Regions from separate parts of the Mus musculus genome. Here all the other regions are linked to region 1. Evidence: chromatin contacts called from public HiCAR-type, HiChIP or PLAC-seq and promoter capture Hi-C data. All regions are on one chromosome and are shown on one strand. The core of a region is the stretch at or near the end of the contact, and the rest is flanking DNA. Distances in the headings are between cores, read along the strand shown.

What was found. Promoter capture Hi-C pulls out the DNA fragments that hold promoters and counts their contacts. HiCAR-type assays count read pairs that join an accessible place to other places. HiChIP or PLAC-seq counts read pairs in DNA pulled down with a chosen protein or histone mark.
Region 2: a contact with region 1 is called in a HiCAR-type map of astrocytes, with 4 times the contacts expected there. The contact joins the promoter of Adcyap1r1 here to the promoter of Kbtbd2 in region 1. A contact is called at or near these places in 3 of 39 promoter capture datasets (cranial neural crest, hippocampal neurons and stem cell-derived epiblast-like cells) and 1 of 115 datasets of contacts at active chromatin or transcription factors (astrocytes).
Region 3: a promoter capture Hi-C map of liver shows a contact between it and region 1, with 4 times the contacts expected there. The contact joins the promoter of Inmt here to the promoter of Kbtbd2 in region 1. A contact is called at or near these places in 2 of 39 promoter capture datasets (both in liver).
Region 4: a contact with region 1 is called in a promoter capture Hi-C map of liver, with 4 times the contacts expected there. The contact joins the promoter of Ggct here to the promoter of Kbtbd2 in region 1. A contact is called at or near these places in 3 of 39 promoter capture datasets (liver, neutrophils and pre-B cells) and 1 of 115 datasets of contacts at active chromatin or transcription factors (pancreatic cancer cells).
Region 5: a FOXA1 HiChIP or PLAC-seq map of pancreatic cancer cells shows a contact between it and region 1. The contact joins the promoter of Aqp1 here to the promoter of Kbtbd2 in region 1. A contact is called at or near these places in 1 of 39 promoter capture datasets (liver) and 1 of 115 datasets of contacts at active chromatin or transcription factors (pancreatic cancer cells).

Annotation. Positions count from the first base shown.
Region 1 is chr6:56,796,545-56,799,244 of GRCm38.p6, forward strand. It overlaps Kbtbd2 (kelch repeat and BTB (POZ) domain containing 2), which reads right to left and starts at 1,269. Exons shown (of 4, transcript NM_001362210.1): 1 at 915-1,269. It overlaps Gm10209 (oleosin-B6), which reads left to right. Exons shown (of 2, transcript XM_030255710.1): 2 at 703-1,882. The coding sequence ends at 1,500.
Region 2 is chr6:55,450,555-55,453,254 of GRCm38.p6, forward strand. Adcyap1r1 (adenylate cyclase activating polypeptide 1 receptor 1) reads left to right here and starts at 1,424. Exons shown (of 17, transcript NM_007407.4): 1 at 1,424-1,814.
Region 3 is chr6:55,173,618-55,176,317 of GRCm38.p6, forward strand. It overlaps Inmt (indolethylamine N-methyltransferase), which reads right to left and starts at 1,373. Exons shown (of 3, transcript NM_009349.3): 1 at 1,210-1,373. The coding sequence starts at 1,366.
Region 4 is chr6:54,991,445-54,994,144 of GRCm38.p6, forward strand. It overlaps Ggct (gamma-glutamyl cyclotransferase), which reads right to left and starts at 1,423. Exons shown (of 4, transcript NM_026637.3): 1 at 1,251-1,423. The coding sequence starts at 1,391. RefSeq lists an enhancer at 1,638-1,667 and a cis regulatory region at 1,648-1,657.
Region 5 is chr6:55,335,049-55,337,748 of GRCm38.p6, forward strand. It overlaps Aqp1 (aquaporin 1), which reads left to right and starts at 1,251. Exons shown (of 4, transcript NM_007472.2): 1 at 1,251-1,826. The coding sequence starts at 1,443.

The DNA of each region.
Region 1 (2,700 bases), core at 19-2,518:
GCTTCATCCACAGTCTGACTAGACGAAGTCATTCTCACCTGCAAAAGATCTGGTCTATATTACTCAAATCTGGGGAAGAATTCACAACTCCAAAGAAATGAAGAAACTAAAATAAACTGTATTAACTCACAGGAAGAAAATATAATTTCAGTCAGAGCACACCGCTGATAGGGCCGTTCCTCAGTGTCTGCTCAGTGAGCCAGACTTACAGATTCATGTATAAACAACACGTGACCAGCACTGTCTTTTTTTTCCCCCCTCGTTTTCACAAAGCTGATATAGCTGTTCACAAAGCAAAGTCTTTCAAGTTTACTATCTTAATTCCTTGCTTAACTTAAAGAGAGGCCACCAAAGAAATTCTAGAGATCTACAGCCCGGAGAATACGCATCCCTTTTCCTTTAGGTAGCTATAAAAAAAAGGAATCTTAAGAGCTACTAGGCCAGGCGCTTGGCGGGGCGGGAAGTGGGGGAGAGCACACGACAGCAGCGCCCAGTCGGCCGACTTAGCGTCCAGTTCCAACCCATGATTTCCGTCTAAAGCAAACAGGTTTCAAAGTGCAGCTTCCCCTTCCCACAGCAGAGCACAAGCAGGCCGAGGACAACAGGACCCCGGCTAACCTGGCTAACTCTTGGTTACTGCCGATGTGCCAAGAAAAAGAATTATAATAATACTTTTTTTTTTTTTAAAAAAAAAAAAAAAAGGGCAAGGACGCGGTCGCCCTTCTCCGGCGGCCGCGACACGAGCCGGGCAAAACAGCTCTCCCTCAGAAAGGACGCCGCCCCGAGCCCCGCAGCTCGCGCAAGGCCGCGCCGGAAACACCGCGCGCTCGGCGGAAGCGCCCCAGTTTGAAAGCCGCCGCCGCCGCCCCGGGCCACAAAGGCCGCCCGCCAGCCTCGCGCCCGGCCGGGCTCACCTCGTCCCCGGTCGCCCAGCTCACCGCGCCGCTCCGCCGGGCTGCACTCACGCGGCCGCACGCACGGCGGGGGCGTGGCGCTGCGGGGATCCGGGCCGCTCGCTTCCGCCCCCGCTTCCGCTTCCTCGCGCCTCCTGGGCTGGGCCGTCACGGCCTGCCGCCCGCGCCAGTGCCCGCGCCCGCTCCAGCAGCGGCTCTGCGGGCTCCCGGGTGCCCGCGGCTGGACCCCGCCTTCATCTGGCTCACCGCGCCCTTTTCCTCTGCCCCACCGGAAAGCCAAAACAATCGGAGCCGCGCAGGCGCGGGAAGGAAACGGAAAGCAGGAAGGGCGGAGGCGGCGCGAGGTGACGCTGGCGTCTGGGTCCGGGCTTCCCGGGCTGCTAAGGCGCGTGCGCGTAGCAGAGCGGGGTCGCGCCGGCCACCCATCCTCAGGGATGGCCTAGAAAAATCAGTTCCCAAAGTTCTATTCAGCGGCACTTGGACTTCTGTGCAGCCGCAGTTGTTCGTGTTTGAGGTGTCCACCCGAGATACAGACATTTGCAGGCTGGGCCAGAGTGGGGGCCAGCACTGCACCCCGGGAAGCTGAAGTTAGGGGAGGAGGACATTGGACCGTTTGCTATATGGGCTGCTTTCCTTAGTTCCAGCCTCCATCGCTTTCAGAAGTTCCGCTTGCTAAGGCCTTGGAAGTATTGGCACCATCGAGATAACCCGCAGTTTGGAAGCGAATGGGTGCAGAGGACGGTCTCCACAAATGATGCCTCCAGCCAGTTTTTACTGCAATGCAGCAGACACCCTCCATGCCCCAGATTTCAAAGCAAAGCCTTGAAGTAGCAAGTGCCTGTGGTCTGCGAGACTTGTTGGCAAGCAAAAATGTTATAGATTTGCCTAAAGATACATGTAACGAAAACGAAACAAAAAACGTTCAGAATTGCCTACTTCCTAACTTCAACTGTTAGAACAAGTCCAGTTTTGAAAATAAGAATGGCCACATATAAAGCATTAGGCAAAGAGACAGACACCTCTAATCCCAGATGGCAGGAGGCTAGAGAAAGGATATCAGGAATTCCCGGCTGTCCTTCGCTAAATAGTGAGTTCAAATTTTAACAGGAGCACATGAACGACACCAGACTATTTAAAAGTGCTGGTTTGGTAGAGGGGGTTAACAGGCCCTCAGAATGCATTACAGAGCATTACAATGCAATGCATCTATCTTGCTTCCCTGTAAGGATACAAAGAAAATCTTGTCTGCTCTCAAATACAATGTATCTATCCACTCCATTTTGCTGTCTTGTAATAATACAAAGAAAATATAGTTAACCGTGCTGGTATACAATGTATCTATCCACTCTAATTTTGCTTCCCTGAAATAATACAAAGAAAATCTAGTTGACCGACGTCGTTGTGAACACCTAGCACATAGCACAAGGAACTTCTTTGTAGTTAATGGGACTGCTCTTCATCTTGACTGCGTGAATATGGAATTCCTAGGTCACGACCCAATAACGATAAAGTTTACAAAGTTTAATCTGGGCATAGTGGCATAGGCCTGTAATCTCAGTATGCCAGAGTTAGGTAGGCAGATTTCTATAAATTCAAGGACAGCCTGGTCTAAATAGCAAGTTACTTGTTATAAGCCAGCCAGTAAGTGAGTCCCTGCCAAAAAAAAAAAAAAAAAAACCAAAACAAAAGAAAAAAAAAGAAAAAAGAAAGTAGCGTTTATATAAAAGATGATGTAGTCCAAATAAGGTTTTTAGTCTATTTAATTGCTTTTGCTAATACCAGCTTC
Region 2 (2,700 bases), core at 174-2,673, 1.3 Mb before region 1:
ACATCAAGGCTGGAGGCCAAGTAGAGAAGCTGACCTCCAGTTTGGGAAAACAGACCAGAGAGAGATGCAGTGCGTTCTAGAGCTGCTCCTGATTGACTGCTGACTTCTGCCCAGCGTCTAGCTGTACTCTCCCTAGAGGGGGTCCTGACCACTCTTAAGAGAGAAGACATATTCTCCACTGCTCTTCCTTTGGAACATGGCCTGAAAGAACACAAGCGAGTGCCAGCTGTCTACGAGGTGACCAGTGCTTCCTGGACTAAGTGGGGAATCATAAACTTGCTGTCTGTATATAGGACACTCCATACATCTTTCTGGAGCATCAGGTTGCTTCCTATTCTTAGCCTTTCTGTTTTCATTGTGAAGTCGGATGTAAAATGATCATGTAGGTCTTACCAGTTAGGGTTCTGTGTGGCTCCCATTCATGGGTCTTCTCCATCTCCTTGTCCTTTTGTTTTCAGCTAGACTGACCTTGCTAACAAAAGGCTCAAGTTCTTTCTCCTTCCCTCTTCTTCCTTGAAGGTTCTTCAGAAGGACACACATCAAGGGTGGCTCAGAACTTGCCTGAACAGGCAATGACAGAAGCCAGTTGAGACTAAGTGATGGGGATACAAAGAACTCAGGATGCTGTGACTGGACACAGTTATGCCAAACTGGAGGTGGCAGGATATTGGCACTGTGACCTTATTTGACTGAGTTCTGCTCATTAAGCTCCTGCTTATCAAATTGTACCAGAAGAAGGGTGAGTACACCATATCACCAACAACAATAGTAATTTGTTTAGCATCAGTGAATATATGAGCCTAGTACAAGTTTGCTACTGGCACACAGACTGTTCCTACACAATGTTGTTCTTCTCATGAGCCCAGAAATAGAAACGATGTGGTGCAGGTGAAGAAGTGGAGGCTCAGAAACATCAGGCCGCACACCCAAACTCCCAGAGCTGGCAGGGCAGTCTCATTTATTTTTAACAGACTTCCCGTAAGCACCTCTACTCCTTTTCTGGCTATAGAGGTGTTCTCTGGGGTGTCACATTCGAGGACATCTAGATAGGCACCTGCAATTCATCCCTTCTAGACCCCTGACTGTGAGCAGAGGAGGGCCCAAAGAGGGCCAGGGACTTGCTCAGGTGGCAGGTTGCCAGAGGAGGCTTGGAACACAGAGAAGAGAGGGAGAGGGCTTTCTCTAGTGGATGTTTTGCTGTTGGACAGAAAGGTGGTGAGCCCTGAGGAAGGCACAACTCAGCCCGGAAGCTCTGCGACAGAACTGGGAAAGGGGGGCTGTTACCTCCGCCTCCGCGCCCTGGGTCCCTGCTGCAGCTCTGGCTTGTGTCAGCGCGGTGGTCCTCATCCAGCTCCCCATCTCTGCCCCCGGCCTAACCCCGCCCCCCGGGCTCTCATTGGCCTGCACCCCACCCCCCGCCTGCGAGGTCTGCCGGGGAGGCGGTGGTCTATCGCCTCCCTCGGCCCCGGGCCTGGCTGCGCAGCAGAGGCGGCGCCTCTCCCGCAGGACAGAGCCGGTCGAGTGGCACAGGGTGGGCTAAAGGAGACGAGGGACGCCTCGCTCCGATTCCCGACTGCGACTGGCTGCGACTTTGGAGCAGCGCGGTCCCTTGTGCAGTACGCACACACCGCGGCGCAGGGACACACAGACTTGGCTGCTCGCGGCCACACGCACCGAGAGACCAGGCTCGGCGCGCGCTCCGCGGCGCACACGCTCCAGCCAGTGCGGCTCTGGGCGCGGATTCGCGGGTTGCGCGTCCTCCTGCACCTTCAGCCCCTGCGCCCAGCAGTCCCGACCAGCCCCGAGGCCATCAGGTAAGGACCACTCCTGGCCTGTCCTTCTGCTCCGCACTCGCCCAGCGCCAGACCCTTTTCCAGCGGGGCCCTTGGACCCCTCCTTCAGCCCAGAGGTCTCCAGGAGCCGCGTGCTCTGCCAAACCCAAAGCCAGCGAGGGCCAACGCGGGGCACAGAGTCGGAGCCCATCCTCTCCCGCCGCCGCGGGCTGCCTACGCTTCTCTCTGCTCCATCCAAGTGTCGGACCGTGGCTTGGAGCACATTATTGTAGACCATTCAGTGAGTATCGGCCTAGCTGTCTCAGCCTTTTCTGGTGCCAGAAAGAGGCATTCAGGGGCACGAATGACACTACGGCCAGAGATCCCCCAGAGCTCGATCTCCCTGTCTCCAGGTCGGACCAAAGCGCCTACGTGGATTTGGAAAGAAATGCTGGAGGGTCTCTTGGGAACTCGGTTCTACAGTCTGCAGGGCGTTTGAGGGATGAGCTGCGGAGATAAGATAGGGATCAATTTAGTTTGTGCCCCCAATAGAGATAAGCTTTAGCATTGTTTTTAAAAGGATAGCCCTACGGCTATAGGACTATCCTAAGGATAGTCTTTCCCCGGGGCTCGGGGAGAGGTTGACCAAGAGACGCTTGGGGGTTGGTGGTCTAACAAGGAAACGCCCTGCAGGGCCTGTGGGGGAAAATCGCTGTGGGAGTGGGGTTGCTGTAGTGGGCCCCTCCGAGACCCCTGATGTTTGTTTTAAAGGCCCAGGCTCTGCAGTAGCTAGCTGACTACTGGGAGCAGGATCATATTGTCAGCAAGAGCAAGGGACCAGGCACCAGTTCGTGGAACTAGATCTTCAGGAGCAAACACGCAGGAAGGGGATGGCGATGGCATTTCCCTCGCTGCTAGGGAGTGGAGC
Region 3 (2,700 bases), core at 123-2,622, 1.6 Mb before region 1:
AGGAGTGGGGAGCAATGCCGGGGGTGGGAAACAGCTGACATTCTTAACTGCCTCCCCATGACCCAGGATACTAGTGGAGGCCTGGGAGGTATGTCTGGTCTTCCAGATAAATTCAGGATTACTGTCTCTCTCTCTCTCTCTAATCAGTTGGCATAGGCTAACTTCAAAGAACATTGGATTTAGAAAATTGGGGGAATTGGTAGAGTGGCAGGGTCTGGGATAAAGGCTGAGAAGGACACCAGCTAGTTCTTAAGAGCCCTTCTGATTTTCTAGGAAAGGCAGCCACACAGAAGAAAGTGTGGCAGAGAGCTAATAGTAACACGAGCAAGAATAAAGCCTAAGACTTCAAGTGACCCAGCACTAATGGGGAGAATGTGCTCTGTGTGACCCTGGAGGTCAGTTGCTCAGTGTACCTCCACCCCCCACCCCGGGTATGCCCTCTCAGCCTGCCCTCTCCCTTCTGCAGTCTCCTTTTATACCTACCATGCCTCTGCCAAGGACTGAAGTCTGTTCTATACCCCAGCTTTCTCCAGCAGCACCAGGCTTTCTTCCCTCTGTATTCTGAGGTTGTTCCTTGCTACCCGTTCCTTGGCACCGAATGTCTGGCTAAGAAGGCTTTTGTGGGGGAGTACACTGAGTGACCTCCAGGGTCACACAGAACACACTCTCCCCATTAGTGCTGGGTCACTTGAAGTCTTATGATTCATTCTTGCTGCTGTTACTATTAGCTCTCTGACTTTGACTGGCCACCCCTGTCCCTCCCTAGCCTTAGTCTGCCCTTAGACATTGGGGGCAAATCATGGAAACTTGTATGCATGTTTACAGGGAAGAATTTTCATCAGGGATTTTTTTCAGAGAGACTCAAGGTTCCAAAAAGGCTGCAGAGCTTTCTGGAAGGCCTCTGGCAAGAGGAGAGGGAAAAGTAGCCTTGGTGCCCAGTCCTATGTCACTTCTCTCAGCATGGGCCTAGGAGCTCCACAAATCTGGGTATACCCCTCAAAGCTTACGAGTGTAGCTACTGAGGCTGATCATGGGTGCAAGGCAAGTTCTTCACTCCTGAGGCATGGCTCTTCTGGATCTGCACACATTGCCATCTATGGGCCCTGTGGGCCTTCAGACCAGTCACCTCTGTAGCATCTGTATATACAGAATAAGCTCTCCCTGTTGGCATGGTTCCAGCCCCTCCCCAGGGAGACCTCAGCCACTCACCTGTAGAGAAGGTCTGGTAGAGGTTCTGCAGGCTAAACTTTACGATTTCCTGCTCTGCCACAGGGCCAGAGTGGAAGCTGTAGTAGGTGGTCAGGTAGTCTTTGGGAGTGAACTCTTTTTCATAGTCCTCACCTCCTATGTATACCTTGCCCTCCATTCTAGCCAGCCCACACAGCTGTCCAGACTCCTTTGCCCCTACTGAATGCTCACTCCTTCCCACCATGCCTTTTATAATCTTTTTATAAGACCTCCCTTCTCAGGGAGGAGCTAGGGTCCCTGGAGATGGTTTCAGAGTGCAGGTGTCAGATTCCTGGCTGGATTTGATTTTTGTGATGAAGCAAGAGAATGCTAGATTCCTGGCTGGATTTGATTTTTGTGATGAAGCAAGAGAATGCTAGAGGGCCTCCAGTCCTGTCCTGGGTCACTGGGCCCTGAAGCTCTCATCCCTGGCCCTCTAGGGTGGCATGTGGACAACTGGGATCAGGAGAGAGAGACAGAGAGAGAGAGAGACAGACAGACAGAGACAGACAGAGACAGATATATATATGGAGACACAGAGAGAGACAGAGAGAGAGAGAGAGACAGAGAGAGAGAGACAGAGAGAGAGAGAGAGAGACAGAGAGAGAATTACATAGGGACAGAGGTACACAGACAGACAAAGAGAAAGAGGCAGAGACCAAAGAGATGAGGGTCTCATTAGGGATGCTTCACTCATGGGGTTAAGAGTAGAGGGTGGAGACACAGGGCCAGGCTCCCAGCCAACACATTCACGGCCCCTGGGCTTCATCTTTGATAAGGCAAATAAAACAAGAACCAGAACAGAAGTGCTCCCCAGGCTGGGGAAGTAGGAGGACCAGAGATCTTCAAATCTCTCTGCTATTCTACACTCAGTGAACTTGCCTTTGTAAACAGCTTATCTTTAACTGAGTTAATGATTCCCCAGCGGTTTAAGGTTTAAGTCTTGTTTTCTCATTTGGCTTAATGTTTTCTTTCTTTCTTTCTTTCTTTCTTTCTTTCTTTCTTTCTTTCTTTCTTTCTTTCTTTCTTTCTTTCTTTCTTTCTTCCTTCCTTCCTTCCTTCCTTCCTTCCTTTCTTTCTTTCTTTCTTTCTTTCTTTCTTTCTTCCTTTTCTTTTTCTTATGCTCGGGAGTAAACTTTGACAGCACCTCCCCAAATCACTAGGCCTGTGTGTTGCCAAGCCCTGTATTTGGACAAACAATTGAAAACGTGTCACAACACTGCACAGAGCGCCACCCATCCACATCCACGTGTGTGCACATGTGCATCTTGTCCTCTGCCCCCAGAATCATCAGCTCACTTAGATCTGCTGTGGTCTGGTCTGGTTGCTTTGAAAAATGATGCCCCAGTTTGCCGTCTTTTGCTTTGGTAAACAACCATGACCCAAAGCAACCTGGGAAGGAAAGGGTTTATTTGACTTGCACCTCCTGACCACAGTTTGTCACTGAGGAAGGGCAGGGCAGGAGCTCAAGCA
Region 4 (2,700 bases), core at 173-2,672, 1.8 Mb before region 1:
TCTCCTGTCCTTTGAACAAGCTACCCTCCCTGACAGTTTTTTGCTCTCCTCATCTCCCTTCAGGTCTCAGCTTAAAAGTTATATCCAGGAAGGCTTTCCTGAGCACCTAGGTCAGGTCCTCTGGTCATATATTCTGTTGCACCTTGCAAGTCCTCTTTTAAGGCTAACCACAGCTATAATTTATCATTTATGTGGTATTTCTTTCCTGTACTTCACGTACTTGAACTCCAATCCTACACTCTTTGGAGTTTTAGATAGAGTACAGAGCGTGACTCCCACTTCTGAAACTTGAAAGGCTAGGAGCTAGTTATCAGATCATCTTGCTTGCTAAGTAAGGACGTGGATTCATGGTGAGATTTAGCCAATCAGGGCACCTCGCAGGGGCTCTCAATTAGTGCTGGTGTTTAAGATCATTAGGGACTCCACTCTAGGCTTCAGGAATTGCAGAACTGTGGCAAAGCAGCAGTCAGGAGTCAGTTCCATATTGTGCTTACTAGTTGAGGAAAGGTGTGGCCAGTTTCCAGAGCAGGGATGGCCCTCTCCTGTAATGCTGGTTGTGTATACACACACACACACACACACACACACACACACACACACACACACACACACACACACACAGTAGTCCACCTGTTTACTCAATCTTTCAGGTGAATCCATGAGCTCTCTAACAGCCTTCCAACACCCCTCCCCATTCTCCTTTCTGAAATCAGCTGGTTTCTGTTGCCTGAAATCAAGAATTGACAAGGTTATCAAAGTTGGCTAAAATTATTAAGGGCCCTACACACAATCAGATTGTACACCAGAAAGGTCCTCCAAATAGCTAGGCTGCTCAGTCATCCTTGTAACCCCAGCACTGAGTGCCAGAAGAATACGTATTAAAGAGGAAATGAACTATGGTCAAGAACACATTTTATCACAGTTAAAAGCTTATTGGGCTACTCTACTGAGGGAACGAACATTGCTATCAGTATTGAAGACACGGTTCCAGGTCTCAAGGCCAGGACGCTAAGATCCGAAGGAAAGGACAGGCAGAATTTCACAGAACTGTGGGATAGATAAGGTACGCACAGGACAGAAAGCAGCTAGTTCTCGACTAAGAAGCACCTATTAAAGGCATCTTACGGGATGCTCATAACCGGTGGAAAAGGGCAGCCAGTGGAGGGTTGCGAACTCCGACGGTGGCTAGAGGTTCCCGGCAGGAGTCGCAGCTAGCCCGCTCTCCAGGTCGCCCGCACAACGGCACTGACCTGCAGGCGCGCCACGCAGCAGAACACGGCCGAGGGGTTTCGCAGGTGGATCCTCTCGGTCAGGAGATTGCTGCCGTAGGCGAAGTACAGGAATGTCTCCCCCTCCTGGCCCGCATGGCCCTCACAGTCGGAGCTCGCCATGTCCACTTATCCACGCCAGCAGCGTCAAGCACAGAGAAGCCGGACTAGCGCTGCTAAAAAGAGCAGTGCGCCGCCACCCACGCGGTAGTGCAGAGCGGCGGGCGGAGCCGCACAGAGAGCGCGCTGAGGATTGGCTGCCGGCTTGCCGGCGTGAGCTAACTACCAGGATTGGCCTGTCTACAGCTCCTCCCGCCCACTGACGTCGCTTTTCTATTGGATGCATCCCTCGGATGTACGGCCCCCTGCCTGAGGCGCCGCTGATTGGCGAGTCTAACGGACAGCCCGAGAGTGGCTACTGGCGACTGTGTTTTCCCCACCTGGCGGCGATTGCCCAGGTCAACCAGTGGTGCGGTAGGCTCTGCGCCTGGTATAGAGGAGACAAGTCTCAAATTGCTGTCGGCCTAGCCTGGATCTTGCGGCAGTTCTCCTGCCTCAGCCTTCCTGGAATGGGAAGGCTGATCCTACAAGTTTTCTTAGGATCACTACCTGAAGTTGCCTCACTGCATACCAGGGTAGTCTTTCTCCCACGTTCAGATCCGGACATGCCATTTGCTAGCCAGTTGACTCTGTTCATCGTTGCAATCTATTTCCTCTTTTTAAAATAGAACGACACAAAACACCCATGTTGTTGCTCTTGAAATGAAGATAGGAGAGCAAACTGAAGGTCTAGAGCAATGACTGCCGTTGGCCCTCAGAAATTAATCTAAATTCAACTCCACACTGACAGGTGCCAGAATTCCTGGAGAAATGACTGAATCTTAGGTCAAAGCTGGGAGTGAAAATTACCTCTTGAAAGAACAATAATCCAGAAAATGAGAACCCCAAGATGAACAAGGTCATTCCTAAAAGACCATTCACTAGACAAAGCGAGAACAACTTAAGGAGCAGAACGACTGGAAACTCTAAAATGATCCCTAAATGTATGTCATTCCCTTCAGGAAGTAAACCAAATTAAAACAGAGAAGAGAACCATATTGCCATGCCATCAGTGGCTAACACTTCATCACTTTTAAAAAGTGGGTATTTAAGAAAATGAGTGTTCTGCCTTTCTAGTACCAACTGTATTTTTGAAAACCAAATAGCTGATGAGGAAGCAATTCTTTGCTTTTTTAAAAAAAAGTATACTGGCTAAATGCAGGAAATGGGGGTACTGGGATTAGAACATCTGTCTCTGGTGCAACCAAACTTCCCGTCAGGAGCATCAGGTCACAGGGATGTTTATAGAGTCTCAGTTATCCCCCAAGGCTCACTGCTAGTCATTGGACAGGAAGACCATGATTATTTGGGAAACCTGACCTCTCTCACCTGA
Region 5 (2,700 bases), core at 1-2,500, 1.5 Mb before region 1:
CCAATGATTCTGATAAGGACTAAGATGGAAAGAGAGGGACCAATCATAACAGGTCCTACCTTGTGGCCACAGAGAGAGCCTCCCTATGGGCCTGGTATACCTTCCAGCACACTCAAACAGTAGGCAAGTGACCGACCAGTTCTCTGGTCCTTTACTCGGGATTTTGGGGGTACACAGGAAACATGGTGGGTGCTTTGTCTGCCCCCACCTCCTCTCCACCCCTCCTGGTGTTGGAAAGTGCCTCTGGTCTCCCTTACCTTCCTCTCTCCTCTTTCTCTATCTAGATTCTTGTCCGGCCTATGTCTCCTCTGCTCCGTTTGTCTCTTCCTGTTTCTGACGTGCTGTTTTTTCCTGTGATGCTAGTGACTGAATCCAGTGCCCAGTTGAATATTGTATGCGTGAGCACATCCATAGCCTGGCCGCTGTCTCCTGCAAGGCTGGAAACCTCTTCCACTTTCCACCATCACTCGGATAATGCTTCCTGTTGCTCTGCCTATCATCCCATCACTGCATCTGTCTCTTAGCCCCAGCCCATGTCTCCCATTCGCTCCTTTTCAGGTCCAGCTGTCATTCCTTCCATCTCTTCAGTGACCTGCTAGCTACTTTATCTATTAGAGAAAAAAAAAAAGCCTAAGCAACATTATCTTCCCCACCCCCTCTCAAATCATGGCCTCAAATTGTTTTAAGTTTGAGGAATTGGGGGAGTTTTCCAGCAACCTTGCTTGGCTAAGGTCTGCCATTGTCTAAAGAATGATAGGTGGCTCCCAGAAAGCTTCTCTACTCCCATCAATGAGGCCCGGGGGGCGAGGACACATCCCCAAAGTGACATGCAGCTGCTTGGCCCAGGCCAGGACATTGGAGGCCAGACTGGCCCACAGATTTCTCAGCCTGAGAACTTCAGATTACTAACTCTGCTCAGAGTGGGATGGGACAGGCAGGCAATTTCTGGTGCCACCTCCAGGGAGGGCAATGTCCGTCTGGGGAGTCCAGACAACCCCTATTCCCCACCCCTTCTAGAGTGCCAGCCTCTGCCCTCAGGCACCCTTGAGCTTTGCAGGCTGGGCGGGGACACCTGGATTTCTCTGGCCCCCTGAGAAGAGCCAGCTTGGAAGAATTTCCCAAAGCCTATTAGAGCAACGGTTGCCTCCTGCCTCCTTACGCTGGGCAGGGCCGAGGGCTGAGGCGGGTGGAGGGAGCAAGGGAGGGCAGGAGGGGGAGAGGAGGAAGGAAAAAGTTGGCAGGCAGACAGCAGAGCCCTGTCTGCATCCATCGCAGCGAGGAGGCTCGTGTGGTGTGGGGCGGGCCAGGAGCAAGGAGAGGCCTTCCTCCCTTTGTGCTCCCCCCACCCAGCCCTATAAATAGGCCCAGCCCAGGCTGTGGCTCAGCTCTTGGAGGGAGTTGAGCACCAGGCATCCAGCGGTTAAGTCGAGGTCCCTGCCAGCATGGCCAGTGAAATCAAGAAGAAGCTCTTCTGGAGGGCTGTGGTGGCTGAGTTCCTGGCCATGACCCTCTTCGTCTTCATCAGCATTGGTTCTGCCCTAGGCTTCAATTACCCACTGGAGAGAAACCAGACGCTGGTCCAGGACAACGTGAAGGTGTCGCTGGCCTTTGGTTTGAGCATCGCTACTCTGGCCCAAAGTGTGGGTCACATCAGCGGTGCTCACCTCAACCCTGCGGTCACACTGGGGCTCCTGCTCAGCTGTCAGATCAGCATCCTCCGGGCTGTCATGTACATCATCGCCCAGTGTGTGGGAGCCATCGTCGCCACGGCCATTCTCTCGGGCATCACCTCCTCCCTAGTCGACAATTCACTTGGCCGCAATGACGTGAGTGGGGTATCTTAGGCTTAGGGTGTCTGTAGGAGAAGACAGAGAGGGAGCTGGCTCCATTTGCCTACTGTACAAGGGGGATACTGAAGAACAGAGAGAAGGATGAAGGTTTCTGGAGTCATGCTGAGAACTGGGGCTAGAACTCAGTTGTACTGCATGGTCTCTTTGCTGGTTGGTGCTGTGAGAATGGAGGAGCTAGACAATATGGTTGTGCCAAAGTCCCCTGCAGAGTAGCTACTGCCAGGAATGAGCTGGAGGGGCAGCTAGGTGCATGCCAGCAGTTCCTCCCCTCTTCTGAGCTACCTGAGCAGTCACCTTCCCCCTTTGCAGTCCCGTGCACTAGGCAACCTCTACCTACTGTCCCGAGTACATTTTCTCCAGCTACCCAGTGTGTTTAAAGCCACTTCTGCAAGTGTCTGAGTGTGACTCTCTTGATAAGTTGCCTGGGCTTCTAATCGGCTTCTAATCCTTAGCCAGGTCCCCAAATCAACTTCCTCAGAAAGTCAGGAGACAGCCCCCTTTCCTCCCTCTACCCCCAATAATTAGACAAAGTTGAGAGAACAATACTCTCTCTGGAGCTTTGGGAGAGTTTTCTAGATACCAGTTCAGGAGAAGGGCTCAGCTCAGCAGTCCCTGGCCACTGAACCGTGGGGCATGCTGGCTTGTTGTGTGCGGAGGTGGAAGCGAAGGTGTGTGAGTGTCTGCTTGGGTCCTGAACTTGTGTAAGCTATTTTCACGTTGATGCTGTGTTGTTGGAGAGTGTGTAAGCACTTGTACCCATTGTTCCTGGCTTTAATGATAAGCAGACGCTGGCAACAGTACGTGGCGACTGCTCAACATAACTGTCTTTGGGCTACTCTACATGACTAAG